4 separate regions of the Mus musculus genome follow, and all the other regions are linked to region 3. Evidence: chromatin contacts called from public HiChIP or PLAC-seq and promoter capture Hi-C data. All regions are on one chromosome and are shown on one strand. The core of a region is the stretch at or near the end of the contact, and the rest is flanking DNA. Distances in the headings are between cores, read along the strand shown. Region 1 holds the start of Nanp (N-acetylneuraminic acid phosphatase). Region 2 overlaps Gins1 (GINS complex subunit 1 (Psf1 homolog)). Region 3 holds the start of Pygb (brain glycogen phosphorylase). Region 4 overlaps Ninl (ninein-like).

What was found. Promoter capture Hi-C pulls out the DNA fragments that hold promoters and counts their contacts. HiChIP or PLAC-seq counts read pairs in DNA pulled down with a chosen protein or histone mark.
Region 1: a contact with region 3 is called in an H3K27ac HiChIP or PLAC-seq map of embryonic stem cells, with 5 times the contacts expected there. The contact joins the promoter of Nanp here to the promoter of Pygb in region 3. A contact is called at or near these places in 9 of 39 promoter capture datasets (the C10 cell line, the HPC-7 cell line, embryonic stem cells and 4 more), 4 of 484 Hi-C or Micro-C datasets (CD8 T cells, bone marrow-derived macrophages, regulatory T cells and 1 more), 14 of 115 datasets of contacts at active chromatin or transcription factors (the 230-238 cell line, the SCID.adh cell line, astrocytes and 8 more) and 5 of 9 other capture datasets (adipose tissue, embryonic stem cells, liver and 2 more).
Region 2: a promoter capture Hi-C map of 3T3-L1-derived adipocytes shows a contact between it and region 3, with 2.3 times the contacts expected there. The contact joins the enhancer-like site here to the promoter of Pygb in region 3. A contact is called at or near these places in 5 of 39 promoter capture datasets (3T3-L1-derived adipocytes, the C10 cell line, the HPC-7 cell line and 2 more), 10 of 484 Hi-C or Micro-C datasets (B cells, bone marrow, embryonic stem cells and 7 more), 7 of 115 datasets of contacts at active chromatin or transcription factors (the 230-238 cell line, embryonic stem cells, extraembryonic endoderm stem cells and 3 more) and 3 of 9 other capture datasets (adipose tissue, liver and pancreatic islet).
Region 4: a contact with region 3 is called in a promoter capture Hi-C map of hippocampal neurons, with 2.2 times the contacts expected there. The contact joins the enhancer-like site here to the promoter of Pygb in region 3. A contact is called at or near these places in 4 of 39 promoter capture datasets (the HPC-7 cell line, cranial neural crest, hippocampal neurons and 1 more), 2 of 484 Hi-C or Micro-C datasets (bone marrow-derived macrophages and embryonic stem cells), 3 of 115 datasets of contacts at active chromatin or transcription factors (embryonic stem cells and microglia) and 2 of 9 other capture datasets (adipose tissue and liver).

Annotation. Positions count from the first base shown.
Region 1 is chr2:151,037,254-151,040,691 of GRCm38.p6, forward strand. Nanp (N-acetylneuraminic acid phosphatase) reads right to left here and starts at 2,126. Exons shown (of 2, transcript NM_026086.2): 1 at 1,984-2,126. The coding sequence starts at 2,073.
Region 2 is chr2:150,926,121-150,929,467 of GRCm38.p6, forward strand. Gins1 (GINS complex subunit 1 (Psf1 homolog)) reads left to right here. Exons shown (of 7, transcript NM_027014.1): 6 at 1,922-1,996. It also overlaps the pseudogene Gm20550. Among named protein-coding and RNA genes, the nearest start is that of Gins1, 18 kb to the left of the region's middle. Within about 2 kb of position 1,496, at least 11 of the 459 cell types and tissues checked have an H3K27ac peak or open chromatin away from gene starts, as enhancers often do. A contact at or near this core is called in 3T3-L1-derived adipocytes, adipose tissue and regulatory T cells, where this site is marked.
Region 3 is chr2:150,784,999-150,788,126 of GRCm38.p6, forward strand. It overlaps Pygb (brain glycogen phosphorylase), which reads left to right and starts at 1,798. Exons shown (of 20, transcript NM_153781.1): 1 at 1,798-2,112. The coding sequence starts at 1,870. It overlaps Gm30141 (a long non-coding RNA gene), which reads right to left and starts at 1,754. Exons shown (of 3, transcript XR_375102.4): 1 at 973-1,754.
Region 4 is chr2:150,958,335-150,961,453 of GRCm38.p6, forward strand. Ninl (ninein-like) reads right to left here. Exons shown (of 24, transcript NM_207204.2): 11 at 1,434-1,608; 12 at 417-527; 13 at 222-302. Among named protein-coding and RNA genes, the nearest start is that of Ninl, 50 kb to the right of the region's middle. Within about 2 kb of position 1,352, at least 21 of the 459 cell types and tissues checked have an H3K27ac peak or open chromatin away from gene starts, as enhancers often do. A contact at or near this core is called in hippocampal neurons, where this site is marked.

The sequences.
Region 1 (3,438 bases), core at 876-3,375, 250 kb after region 3:
AATGCTTACAGCATTTAATTTTGCTAATTTCATAGACCATTTATAAGTAAAGGAGGAGGTGAAAGAACCAAGACTGGAGATATGAATTCTTATGCACCATCCACTATTCATTCAGCATTTATTACATGTCAAACAAGGATAATTAAGATAGCATGTTCCCTTTCAGGAAACTCAGGATTCTGCTGTAGGTATGAGTTGCAAAAAATTAATGATAACATCCTCTGACAGGTGCAGTGAGGGATATCGGAAGTAAAAAATAAGGTACAAAATATAGGGGCAATGCCATGGAGAAACATTGTGGGGTGGTGGTGTGAGATAAGAGTCTTAATATGTTGTTTAGACTGGTCACAAATTCTGAAGCTCAAGGGATATTCTTGCCTTGTTTCCCAAGTCATTTTTTTTTGTTTTAAAAAGTAAAACCCAAAACTCACTGTGGCAGGGATATGAAAGATGAATTGGATGTGGTCAGCCTGGAGATAAGACTACAGCAAAAATTTACATTGGATGAGCCTTTTTGTCATTAAGGGGAGAATAAGCGAGACTGGGAGACAAGAGTGGATGGGGACGCAGTTCACTGAATGAGCGCTGGATGGTACAATCTTCCCATGTATGGCATGAAAGCTACCTGACAGTGTTATGCAGACTAATGCTCAAATTTACGAGGATCTGAGGCTAGGCATAGACAGGGGGTCTGCTGAGGCACCGAGTACTGGGAGAATTGTGATTCAAATGTGAGGTTTAATAGACCTACTTAACAAGAACCAGCCTAACACAAAACCTGAGTCTCAAAACACGGGCCTCAGCTGGATAAGAGCACCTGTTGAGTGTGCCCTGTCTGCAGTCTGAGATAATGGAGGCAGAACACACGGAAGTATGTAACGTGTGAGGGTGTCACAATGCACGGGGCAATCGACAGCGTGGAAATCTTCAGTTAAGACTGATTCCAAGTGTGGGGAGAAGTAGCTCAGGGGAGAACCTGTCTCGGATGGCGAGGAGGTAGGCTCAAACCTCAGAACCAAGAAAATAACACACACACACGCACACGCACACGCACATGCACACCCCAATTCAAAATACCTAGTGACGTTGGCACTTTGGGAGCCACCTAACCACTTGGCAAGCCTATTGTATTCTTGTGGCAGAGACAGAAGCTACGTCCCAGTGAGTGGATTTGGAAATACAGAGAAGAGAGCCCTGATGGAGACAACGGGTGGCAATTTTCCTTAAAACATAGCTGTGCAGAAAAGCACAGTCCAAGAGAGATGTAGGGTTAAAAAATTTTAAAGACCGACACGAACAAACTGTGGGTGCAATGCAGCAAGAAATGTGGAAGGTTTAAGATCCAGATAAACAAAAAACTACCTGAAGACGCATAAGACCCTTAGTATTGAAAGGGCAGGCATTTTTTTGTAAGTGGGCTTTCCACATCTGATACTCCTTCGGTTTCTCCTTGAAGCTGAAGGCAGGGGATGGAAAGTAGGGGTGGGTTAAGAGCAGGACTGGAAAAGGAAGATGTCCGACAGCATCTGTAGCTATAGCTAGGAGGGTGCAGATCAGCAATGCCTCACTAAAAGACTGCCCCCTCAGCATTTTATGTGCCGAGGGTCTCAGCACCAGAAAGCCCGGAAGGCCACAGGGAGGCCTGCAGGGAAAAAAAAAATGCTATGATGTAGGTTAAGTCCAGGCCCGCCTCTCAGAGTTATATAACTTCCTGGGCCAAAGCCTTGTCTGAGCCTCTTCCCCAAAACCCACCGCAGCCCATCTCGCGCGGGGCTGCAGCAAGAGGAGGGCGAGGGGTCTCGTCCCGCGCCGTCCGAGCCCGGGTGACCGCAGGTGGCGGCGACTCTGCAGTCGTGGCAGTTCAGAGTCCAGCACCCGGCCCCACGCGCGGGAAAGAAGCTCCACGGGCACGCAGCGGGGGGACTGAGGGTGCGGAGCGGAGTGCTGGCCCGGCAGGGGAGGGCGACGGCGCGGGGACGTTACCTCCAACATGCCTCTCCTGCTCGCCCCGGCCGTGTCGATGAGTGTGTTGTCCAGGTCAAAGAAGACCGCGCGGACCCGACTCAGCCCCATAGCCTCGGCAACCCAAGCAGCGCGCGAGCCGCTTCTGCCGCGCCGCGCATGCGCAAGGCGGTCAGGAACACCTGGGCGGAGTCTCGGAGGTCACCTGACCCTTCCAAAGCTCCGGGGTCTCCGTGGCAAGATCGCGCGAGATTCGGACACTAAATTTTATAGGGTGCGCGTGCACGAGAGGTGGATGAGTGTTATCAAGGCTTACTGCTGTGTGTGGGTGGATGGTCCTCTCCGTTAATGGCTTGGTGGGCTTGCTTAGGGCTGAGAAGGACATCCGAGCCGTACTGGAGAAACTCTCCAGACCCTTGGCTGGCCTGTCTTTCTATGGTGACCGCACAGTCTCCATCAGGAGATGGGGCAGGAGAGTGTGCCCACCAACCTCGGAACCTAGCTGCCCGGTGACTTTAGCGCTTCACTTCTTGCCCACAGCCTTGTAGGAACTAGAGCCTTCATCTGAACATCCTTTGAAAGATGCTTAGAAGAACTGAAGAGAAATGGGAGTCTCTGCAGTGTCTGCCGAATGGTTGTTCTTAAAAATGTGTATTTGTGTTTCTGTGTACGTGAGTGCCTGCAGAGGACAGACGAGGTCGTCCTGGAGCTGCAGTTGCGGCGGCTGTGAGCTGCCCACTGTGGGTGCTGGGAACTTGGGTCCTCTACAAGAGCAGTATGAGTTCTTAACCAGTGAACCATTTCTCCAGCTCCTTTCCCTCCATCTTTACTCATTTTTCTGAAACTCTGCAGCCCAAGTCTTGTGTGCCTATTAATTGCATGGTTTTCTGTAATTTCTAGCAAGGAACCGAGACTGTCTGTTAAGAACCCCACAAGATAAGTAACAAGGTTTGCCTTCTGTTGGTTGAAATCAACCTCTAATCCTTTTTTATTGATGAAATTTGGAGTCACTTTCACTAACCTGGAACTTATTGGGTCAGCCAATGCCACAGACCTGGTTCTGAGCTTTCGAATTAGGATTGGTTCTTACATTGTAAGTTATTCAGAGAAAATGAGAAAGTATTTCATAACATGTGAGAATTGATTAAATTTAATTGTCTATAGTTTCAGTTTTTGTTGTTTGTTTGTTTGTTTTGAGACAGTGTCACATTGAGTAACTGATTGGCCTGGAGCTAGCTGTGTAGACCATGCTGGCCTCAAATTCAGAGTGATTTGCCTCCCTCTGTCTCCCAAGTGCTAGTTCTCCCAAGTACCACCACATCTGGCTTGAATTAACTTCAACTAAGATCTTTGTCTATACTTGAATGATACTGGCTCCAAGTGGCTTCTGTTCATAGTGAACTGTACCCTACCTGGGTAATATATACAAATTGTGAAAAAATGGCTGGGCCTCCAGCCAGTCAGGCCCAAACCGCC
Region 2 (3,347 bases), core at 246-2,745, 140 kb after region 3:
CCATCTTTAGGATGGACACCTAAAATCTCATCAGTACACTCATTTTAGTAGTTCTGTCTTTGGTACCACAAATAGATGGCCACAGAAAGAACAAGTTTCTAAAGAGGTAGCAAACCTATAGATTAAAAGATAAGACATAAAACATAATGTGTAGCTCTGTCAGATTCTAGTTTCAACCTGGAAACTTAGAACAATATTCATGAAGAACAGGATCGATGATGACTGATCAAGAACACTGGCTGCTCTCGCAGAGGATCCAGATTAAGTCCTAGCACTCACATGGCAGCTCAGCCATCTGTAACACCGGTGAGCCAGTGCCCTCTTCTGCCCCTCTTGAACACTGTATGTACATGTGGTATACAGCTAGACATGCATGTGAAATGAAATTAGAAAAAATTAAAATATTCATGAGACAAGTGTGGGAACTTTGGGATATTAAATGAGTACAGATTGCACTTTGCATGCAGTAGGCTCAGCACCAGCCCCTCTTCCCCAAAGCCATTCCCCAAAAGCAGTGAAGATTTCCCTCTGATACTCTAATAGTATTTCTCACATTAAGTTAAAAAGCTTTAAAGTCATTGTAAAATTTCAGATTAATGTTAGGACATAGTAGAAGTACCTGCTACTTGCTGCTGAAGTCAGTGGCAGTCAGTGGAGTCCTAACTAACCCTTAGGAGAGTAAACTCTTTCTCAGTTCTTAGGAGATGAAATGCCTCCCTAATTTTCTTGATATCACTCAATACTCTCCCTTAAAAAAAAAAAAAAAACAAAAACAAAAAAACTCTTTCCAAGTAATGTGTACTTAAATGTGGCTGCATGTCCATTGGTAACCTGAGGACAGTTTTGGGGAGTTGGTTCTCTCCTTGTCCTGTGAGATGAGGGCATGAAACGTGGATCACCAGTCTTAACAGTAAGCGCTTTACACTTTGCTCCATCTTGCCAGTCCAGAGAGTTAGTTCTTTTCCACTGCAGAAGTTGCTGTCAAAGACTGCCTTACTCTCTACCTTCCAATAACCTATCTGCTTAAAGAGCAAGGTTAACAAGAACGATCTGGGATGATTAAGATTTACAAATTAAAAGATAACTCAGTCCAGTTTCACTTTTGCTTCTTATTATGCCACCAAATGAAAGTTGTGCTTTCATTTTCTGCTGCTAAGAATCCCTGACTCTGGCTCTCGGTCTTAGCACCATCTTCCTTGAGACTCCTGCGCCATGAGAGCGAAGTGGCTGAAGAAGAGAATGTGCAGGCTAAAGTGCAAGAGAAGAAAAATGAGGCAGAGGTCCAAGTAAGCCAGCCTGTGCACCCAGGACGCCTGCGGGAGCAGATGTGAGGGATGCTCAAGGCTGGGGCAGCCGAACAAGCTGTCGGACTGTATGCTGCTGTCGGTAATAAGTCTCAGTAGACCTGGAACATCACCTCGCCATGATAACCTGCGAATGACTGCCTTTCTTACAACCAAAACAGTCCTGCTGGCCCTCTGCCCTGGACCTTTGGCACTCTGGACTAATTCTGTTCTCTCTTATGGCCAAGTGTAACTCATGTACAATAAATCCTCTTGCTGTCAGCTGAAGAATAAAAAAAAAAAAAAAAAGAGACTCCCTGGAATGAATCTGCATATTGAAGATTGAAAGAATCTTTTCCAAAATTAGGAACTTACAAACTTCGCTGTGTCCTGTTCACATACTGATGTATGAGTGGGTTCTTCAAAAATGAGGCTTGAGTGGATTTAAATATTATATATTTAATATTCATACAGTATAATAATATAAACCAGTTATGGTGGGGGCACAGCTATACTGTCAGTCAGGAAGCTGACACAGTACAATCACTTGAGTTTGGAGAGCTGAGTTAGAGACTTACCTAGAAAACACAGCTAAGACCTTGTCCCTAAGGAAAAATAATGTTAATTTGTTCTTTCAGGTGCGGTGTTTAAAAGACTATGGAGAATTTGAAGTTGATGATGGCACTTCAGTCCTGCTTAAAAAGAATAGTCAGGTAGTTTCTGTTGACACATACTTTAAACCTTGTTAAGAATGTGTGTGTGAGCAGCCAGGTAATGGCTCACGCCTTAATCCCAGCACTTGAGAGGCAGAGGCAGGTGGAATGATGAGTTTGAGGCCAGCCTGGTCTAAAGAGCAAGTTCCAGGACAGCTAGGGCTACACAGAGAAACCCTGTCTAGGAAAAAAAAAGAAAGAGAGAAAGAAGGAAGGAAAGAAGGAAGAAAAGAAGGAAGGAAGGAAGGAAGGAAGGAAGGAAGGAAGGAAGGAAGGAAGGAATGTGTGCATGGAAATGCTGGTTTTGATAGCAAAGTAATATCTCCTTCTGACATTCTTCTGTATCTCAAACCAGTTCTGGATTTTTTCTAAATAATAAGACTTGAAGCAAATGTGTCACATGGCAAGAGAATGTTAATTCATTTATTAAGCTTGTGGTTATATTTAATGTATTTTTCCTGAGTAGTTATTATAATAGGTCTTATTCTAGTTAGTTGACAAAGTATTTGGGGACTATTAAAATGTTGAATTTCAGGGTTGGTAATCCACCTGAGACAGGAGGAACAAAAGTTGAATACCAAGCAGGTGTAGTGGAACTTGTCTTTGATCCCAGCACTTGGGAGGCAGAGGCAGGCAGAGCTCTGAGTTCCAGGCCAGGCTGGTCTACATAGCAAGTTCAACAGCAACCTAGGCTACAATTGTAAGCCATCCCTGGCAATTTTGTGAGTTCTTGTAAAAAGGTTTGGAGTTGTGCCTCATTGGTGAAGCACTTGTCCAGCGTGCATGAAGCTATGGGTTCATATCCATATACTAGAGTAAGAAACAAAACAGTAAATGAAGAAAATATCTAATAAAAAAATTTAAAAAAAGAAACAAAACAATGTTGGATTAAGCTTTTCCTTAAAATTTTAAAAGTTCTTAAGTAACCATTTTTAACTTATACTTCATTTTAACCTTGTCCTTTAGAGCAAGAAATTGTGATGTAGATCAGAAACCTTTAAATACTTAATATGTAAGCAGAAGAACTTAATAGGACAGATTAAATTTGCCAAGTTGTGAACGAACTGAGACTTCATATTACCACAGTTCATTTTTATCCTCTCTCCATTTTCTGAACTGGCAGTACAGAAGGGAGCGAGCCTCCGAAGGCCACTCTTTCTTTCTTCTTTACCTGCCCTGCCATGTGGCTATTGACCATTTAGTATCATGTTGTTGTGGGCATCCTGGAGCAGAGTACTTCACACCATCTGCTGCTCTGGCCCGAGAGGGTGACTCATCTGTTTTATTAGTGTGCAGGTGTCATTTCCCAAGACTAGGTTTTTAGGACGGATTTCTAGGACATCCTAAATTT
Region 3 (3,128 bases), core at 548-3,047:
CAACTTAATTTGCCTTTTCTAGAACTGGCACTGGAATGCAGGGTATCCATTGTGCAAACCACACTATTACTGAGCTACACCTCCAGTCCTACACCTGGACTTTTATGACATCCCCTGTGGCAACCTTTATCTCCATAAGCAGGACCGTCTGCATCCCCATCAGCTAACCTAAAGAGGCAAATGAAGGCAAGTCACTGACCTCACTATGTGGGGAAAGCGTCTCCACAACAAGGGAAGGCAGTTCTTCTGGGGCCAAGGGAGTTTACAGGAGGCAGCACTGTATATCGATGACCAGAGGGTCTCATCCCAGAGCTCCCTGGGAAAGAGTGCCAAGCGGCAGCTTTGAAAGCTGCTCCCCACATATGGTGAAGGGTTATGTGTCTCTGTCAGAGAGGCTGATCTCTAGCTATAGGGTATTCCTTCAAAAACTATATATATTCATGTATGAATGTATGTCTGTATAATTTTATGATAGCTTGGTGTCTGGTTATGTAGGAGTCAATTGGATTAAAGTTTTACTTAGGTAGGTTGAGTCCTGCCTTGTTAAAAAAAAAAAAAAAAAAAAAAAACCACCCACCCTTTATCTGGAAAACAAACATTTGCCAAAACTGCCTGAAGGGAAGGTTGTCACAGAGGACTAAGGTCATGCTGAACCTCCTCTTACAGTTTGCTAAGAGAAAAGTTCTTTTACAGTCCAAGACTACTGTTATTTGCAATTCCTGTATGCCTTTTTATTGCTACCTGCCTGATACATATTATTGAAATTATAATGTATTCTTATATAAAACCATTTGTTTCTGCAATTTATGTTGCTGTAAACACTCCTAACTAAACTCCCTTAATGATTAAGGGATTCAGAGACCACTCTGAGATGGTCCCCTAGGCAGGCAGTGTTGCCTCCTGACCTATAAACGGTAAGAAATTTGGGCTGGCCTAAACCCTTTCAGAACCTCAGCTTGCTTCCCTGCTCACCAATGAAATGTTTCTCCTTCTTCTCCTTGTGCATGGCTGACTTCTTTCTGGATGGAATTTTTCTTTAACAACCAGAAAGGTTGTGATTGATAGTAGCCTCTGCCCATCCTTGGAGAGAATGCTGTATACTTAATTTGCAGCAGATTTTTTGTGTTTGTCACTGCAGCCTAGACTGGCGATTTGTATTTTGAGGAGTTCCATGCAGTTTGTTCTCCAGAGCTGAAGTGGTGTCATGGAGGCACAAACATTGATATGACTTATGAATTTTTAGTTTTTGCACAAACAACGTTTTTTTCTTGCGTGTGTTTTCAGAACCACCTGTCAGCTTGGCGACGAGTCCCAGCAGGTATTGGGGGCTGTCTGTCAAGCGTGTGCACACTTCTCTGAACGTTTAACAGAGCTCAGCTACACCTGAGCACCCAATGCAGTCCTAAAAAGGGCATCTGGTGATTCTGTGCAGAGCCAGTCCCTGCAGCCCCGGAAACTCCAGGAAGTCCCTGAATGGCAAGAGTTTGCCTTCCAGTGTGGCAGGCGCAGCCACTGGTTCGGTTTCTACTTTTGCCTCATAAAAGTGGTAAATCTTAGGTATGGGGAAGCTGCAGTCCGGTTTTTCCAGCCCCAGACACACCAGTAAAGGAATAAACCATTTCCCCTCGAGCGTCCACGTTCTCTTCCCGGCTGAAACAGCCTGATTGACGGGCTCTTTCTCCGAGGCTCCGCCTCCAGATCAGCCCACGCCCATCCACAGGGCCCGGCCCTCTCGCAAAGCGCAGGCGCAATCCGTATGAGCCGGCCTCCGCTGCAGTCCTTGGCGCCAGAGACACCGCAGCATCCCAGCGCTAGAGTCTTCTCTGCTCGCTCCAGGGCCGTACCCTGTCCTCTGCCTCTTCTGGCGCCATGGCGAAGCCGTTGACGGACAGTGAGAGGCAGAAGCAGATCAGCGTGCGTGGCATCGCGGGGCTGGGCGACGTGGCCGAGGTGCGGAAGAGCTTCAACAGACACCTGCATTTCACGCTGGTCAAGGACCGCAATGTGGCCACGCCCCGCGACTACTTCTTCGCTCTGGCACACACAGTTCGCGACCACCTAGTGGGCCGCTGGATCCGCACGCAGCAGCATTACTATGAGCGGGACCCCAAGGTGAGCAGCCCGCCCTCCCTGGGAGGGAGACCGAGCCCAGGGCAGGGCGGGTCCCGCCCCCCCCCCCCTCCCAAGTATCGCCCACGGGCCTGGTCCCTGTTGCACCACGGTCACCTGCGACCAATGAAGAGACAGTAGAGTTATGCATCCTCCTTCGAAGGACCGGTGCATACCCTCTCTTTCGGGTTTCGTTTTAATTGAGACCCATCCCCCTGCTCCCCGGCCCGCAGTCCCCAGTCCCTAAGTATGGCTTTGAGTGGCCCCTTGTCTTCCACCGCAGTCAGTCCCCCACCGGTACGTTGTCTGGAATCTGGCTGTATGGAGCCAGGCCTCTGCCCACGGCGGAGTTGCGCATCCCAGAGAAGTGCTCTAGGGGTCTGCTCTTGCCGGCGGATTTTCCGGCTGTTTTCCAGCTGTGGACTTCCGAGATGGCTTCAGAGTTCATGCTTCCTCTACTCCCCCACTCCCCTCCCCCTTTTGTTTTTCTGCAGCCCCGAGCGAAGAAGATGGGGGACTGGAACTAGATCCGGTAGTTTTATGAGTCGGAAAGGGGTGAGATCAGTAATCTGCAGGGAATTGCCCCGCCCCGTGCTCCCCACCCTACCCCCTACTCCGAGACTGATGAGAAGAAAATCACTTGTAATGCCTGCCTGAAACAGGAGAGGGTCCGAAACTCAAAGATGGAATCCTCGTGGGGAAGGCTGCCTTTGAGGTTTCCACCTTGACAAAACTTGTTAGCAAGTTGCTTTAGAAGTTGTAGCATTTTTTCTGTTTTGCAAACCTTTATTCTTAGTAGGAAAACAAAATACACTGAACGGAGCCTTTGACAGTTCTCACCACCCCAACCCCCAAAACTTCTCAGCTCTGTCTGCTGGACTGCTAACTCTGTGCAATTAAGCTGGCTTCAAACCCACGGAAACCCACCAGCCTCTGCCTCCAGAGTGCTGGGATTATTAAGGCGTGTGCCAGCTCCACCAGGTCCCCCAGTCCTCCTTATTCTGTTCCGTTTATGTTTC
Region 4 (3,119 bases), core at 102-2,601, 170 kb after region 3:
TCACTTGTGGGCCACCCTGCACTTGACGGCCAAGGAGATGATAGGAAAGAGATGAGGCCTCACGTGGCCACTGGGGTCTTGAGCCAGGGAGTTTCTGCAAATCCATAGTGCTGGTCCTGTGCAGCAGGCCTGCCCTTCCTGTCATTGCTGCAGGGCAGGCTGTAGGAAGGGGACCCAGGGATGCTCAAGATGGGTAAGCAGACTCGGGGAAAGGCACGTACCCTGCACTTAAGCTCATAATCGTTCAGGATGGCTGTGAACTGCTCCTCCTGGGCCAGGAGCTCCATGCTCTGAGGCTCCAGCTGAAAGAGAGAAATGTGCATACCAGCATATCAGCTTTCCTGGGAAGACAGGACATGATGTGCTGACTCTGACCCCACTGACCACTGGAACTGCTCTGAATAGCAAAGGCTTGCCTTGTCCTTCAGCACAAACTGGAGGTCACTCTGCAGGCGTAGGACCAGCTTCTCTGAATCCGAAAGCTTTTCTACCACTTCTATGATCTCCTTCTGCAATCGACTGTTTTCCTAGGAGATAGGTTGACATGGGCTGGGTTCAGGACACAGAAAGATGCTGATAAGTCTCCATGTCACCTCTCTGTATGGTGGAGGGTTGTTTCTAGCAGCTTTTCAGGAAAAGCCCTGAAAAAGGCAGGCATGTGGCTGCCTGCTGCCTCTACACCAAGCAGGCAGGGTGAGCTGTTGGAACCCCATCTCTTATGACAAACCCAACACCTCCAAGGTGATTGTTTCCCCACTGTCTTCCCTTCTTGCTCCCACTCCCATGTTCAGAGCATTCATGAGTGAAGGAAGAAAGGGCTGGTAAAGCGTTATGTCCAAGCTGCTTTTAAAGTGATCGGTTTGAAGTTGTATCAGAATGGTTCAGAGGTCCAGCACCGCAGTGGTGGGTGTCAGAAGACAAGGATTGTGCTGAGAAGGGTCAAGAGAATGGCATCACATTAGTGGATGACGTGAGTTATGTCCAGATACTCTTACCACAACGGGCAGGGGCTGCAGGAACCAGGGTGGAGGAAAAAGGCCACAGAGGTCCTTAGGCATTAGGAAAAAAGCTGGGAGCAGAACAGAAAGAAGGCACGCAGGTAAGTGCTGCTAGAGCTTGGCTGTCCACACAGCTAAGATGGTGTTTGGGAGCCAAAAGCAGGGGAGGTACAAGGCAGGGAGGCACCAAAAACCCTAAAAGTTGTGGCTATGAATCCAGGTCATGGCAGGCCGTGTCTAAAGGTGTTCCTAGACCCTAGGGATGCAGCCATGCGGCTGTGGTAGGAGCTGATTCACTCTGATTTTGAGCTCAGATGACTCAGAACAGAGGAGGATTGAGCAAAGCCAAGACCTCCTACTTTGAGTGAGTGTGATGTCACTCTGCTCTGCCAATATGTGCCCTCCCGGTTTACAGCAGGGATGCCTCCCACCTACCTTCAGAGCCAATGTCAGCTTCTCTCGGAGACTGGTCTCCTCAGCCTGGAGACGGCCCACATCCTGCTCCAGCACGGCTCTCTGCCTGCGGGCTTGCTCCCAGAATAACTCTCGCTCCATCTCTACCTCGGACCGCAGGAGGCTCAGCCTTCCCCTGTACTCTTGCTCTAGGTGCCTACAACAGAGCACACAATACACAGTCTCTCTCAGAAGTGTCACTTGGCCTCTCTGGACACCTGTCTTTGGAATGCTTCCTCTGCTGGACCCTGTCAATTTGCTCAACAGATGAACTGTCTATGCCAGAGATAAGAGACATTGCATATACTTCCTTCATGAACTGGTGGAAAAAGGGGGTTGGGGTGGTGGTGGACACATGGTAAATACTCAAAGCTGTACTTGGAGCCCTGGGGTGAGCAAGTGGGTAGAGTTCTCTATGCAGGTACCCTAGATGTCTTGTCTCTCCACCTATCCTGCCCACATTATACCACATCATCCCAGGCAACCCTAGCCTACAGAAGCCCTGTGGCAGGCCTCTGATGCCAGATGATCAATGTCAGCCTCCACTTCTAGGAGACAGGCTGCACAAAACCTGTGGACAGTGGATTCCTGAGATGAGGGGAGCCAGCACAGGAATTTCTCCCTAACAGTCTATCCTCATCTTCCGCGAGTGCTGCCAACCGTGGAAAGCAGCGCAAGCCTTAGTCTTTTCACTCTGGTGGCAGCTACACGGCCTGTAAGTCTCTCTAGACTGCAGGACGCCTCAGCAGGGTCAGTGACTAAACCTGAGAGAAGGTGTGGGTTCATTCTCCCAGCTGACACAGCCTGGACTTTTATCTCAGCTAATAGCTTTCCAGAAACCATACCCTAAAGGGAACAAGATGGAGATTGGGAGAAAGAACAAATCTCATTTATGCTTGGAAAACAACTTGGGAAATTTTTGGTTTTTTAAAAGATATTTTAAGGGTTAGAGATTTAGCTCAGTGTATCTCTGGCCTAGCAAACATAAGGCCCTAGGCTCAGTCTTCAGTTATAGAAATAAAAAAGAGATTATTTCCACAATATATTTTATCCTATTTAGCCCTTTCACCCCATTAAAAAAACCTTAGAAATGCACAACCAAAAGAAAGTGGATAAAGATTGCATACTTACAATCGAGTCTCTGCAGTCAAGAGAAAAGAGTGAGCAGGCTTTGCACCCCTTGGTGCTTCTCCGACCTAAGGTTCTTACACTCCCTAAATAAATAAGCTATCTTTGAAATAGGGTAAGACTGGTCAGGCACAGTGGTTCGTGCTACTATTTATAAGCACAGCTACTCAGGAGACTGAGGCAGGAAGATTCCAAGTGGGCAGTCAGCCTGGAGAGCTCAGTAAGACTGTCTTAAAATGAAATAAAAAGGGGTAGGGATAGAGCTCTGTAGTACAGCACTCGCTTAGTATGCATGAGACCTGGGACGAAGGGAGAGAATGATGATGTAAGACCCGGACAGAGAAGACTTGGATTTCAACTCCATACATCCATGAGTAATTGTGAGCAAGTTATAAGCTTGTCTGACTCTCCATTTCTCCGACCGAAAATGGGATGGATGCTGGCGGTTAGGTGAGGCAGCGCTGACGCAGATGCAGACAGGATGACAACAGCTTGAGACCTCACCATCTTCTTCCTTAATCTCTGGCTTTCGGATGCCCA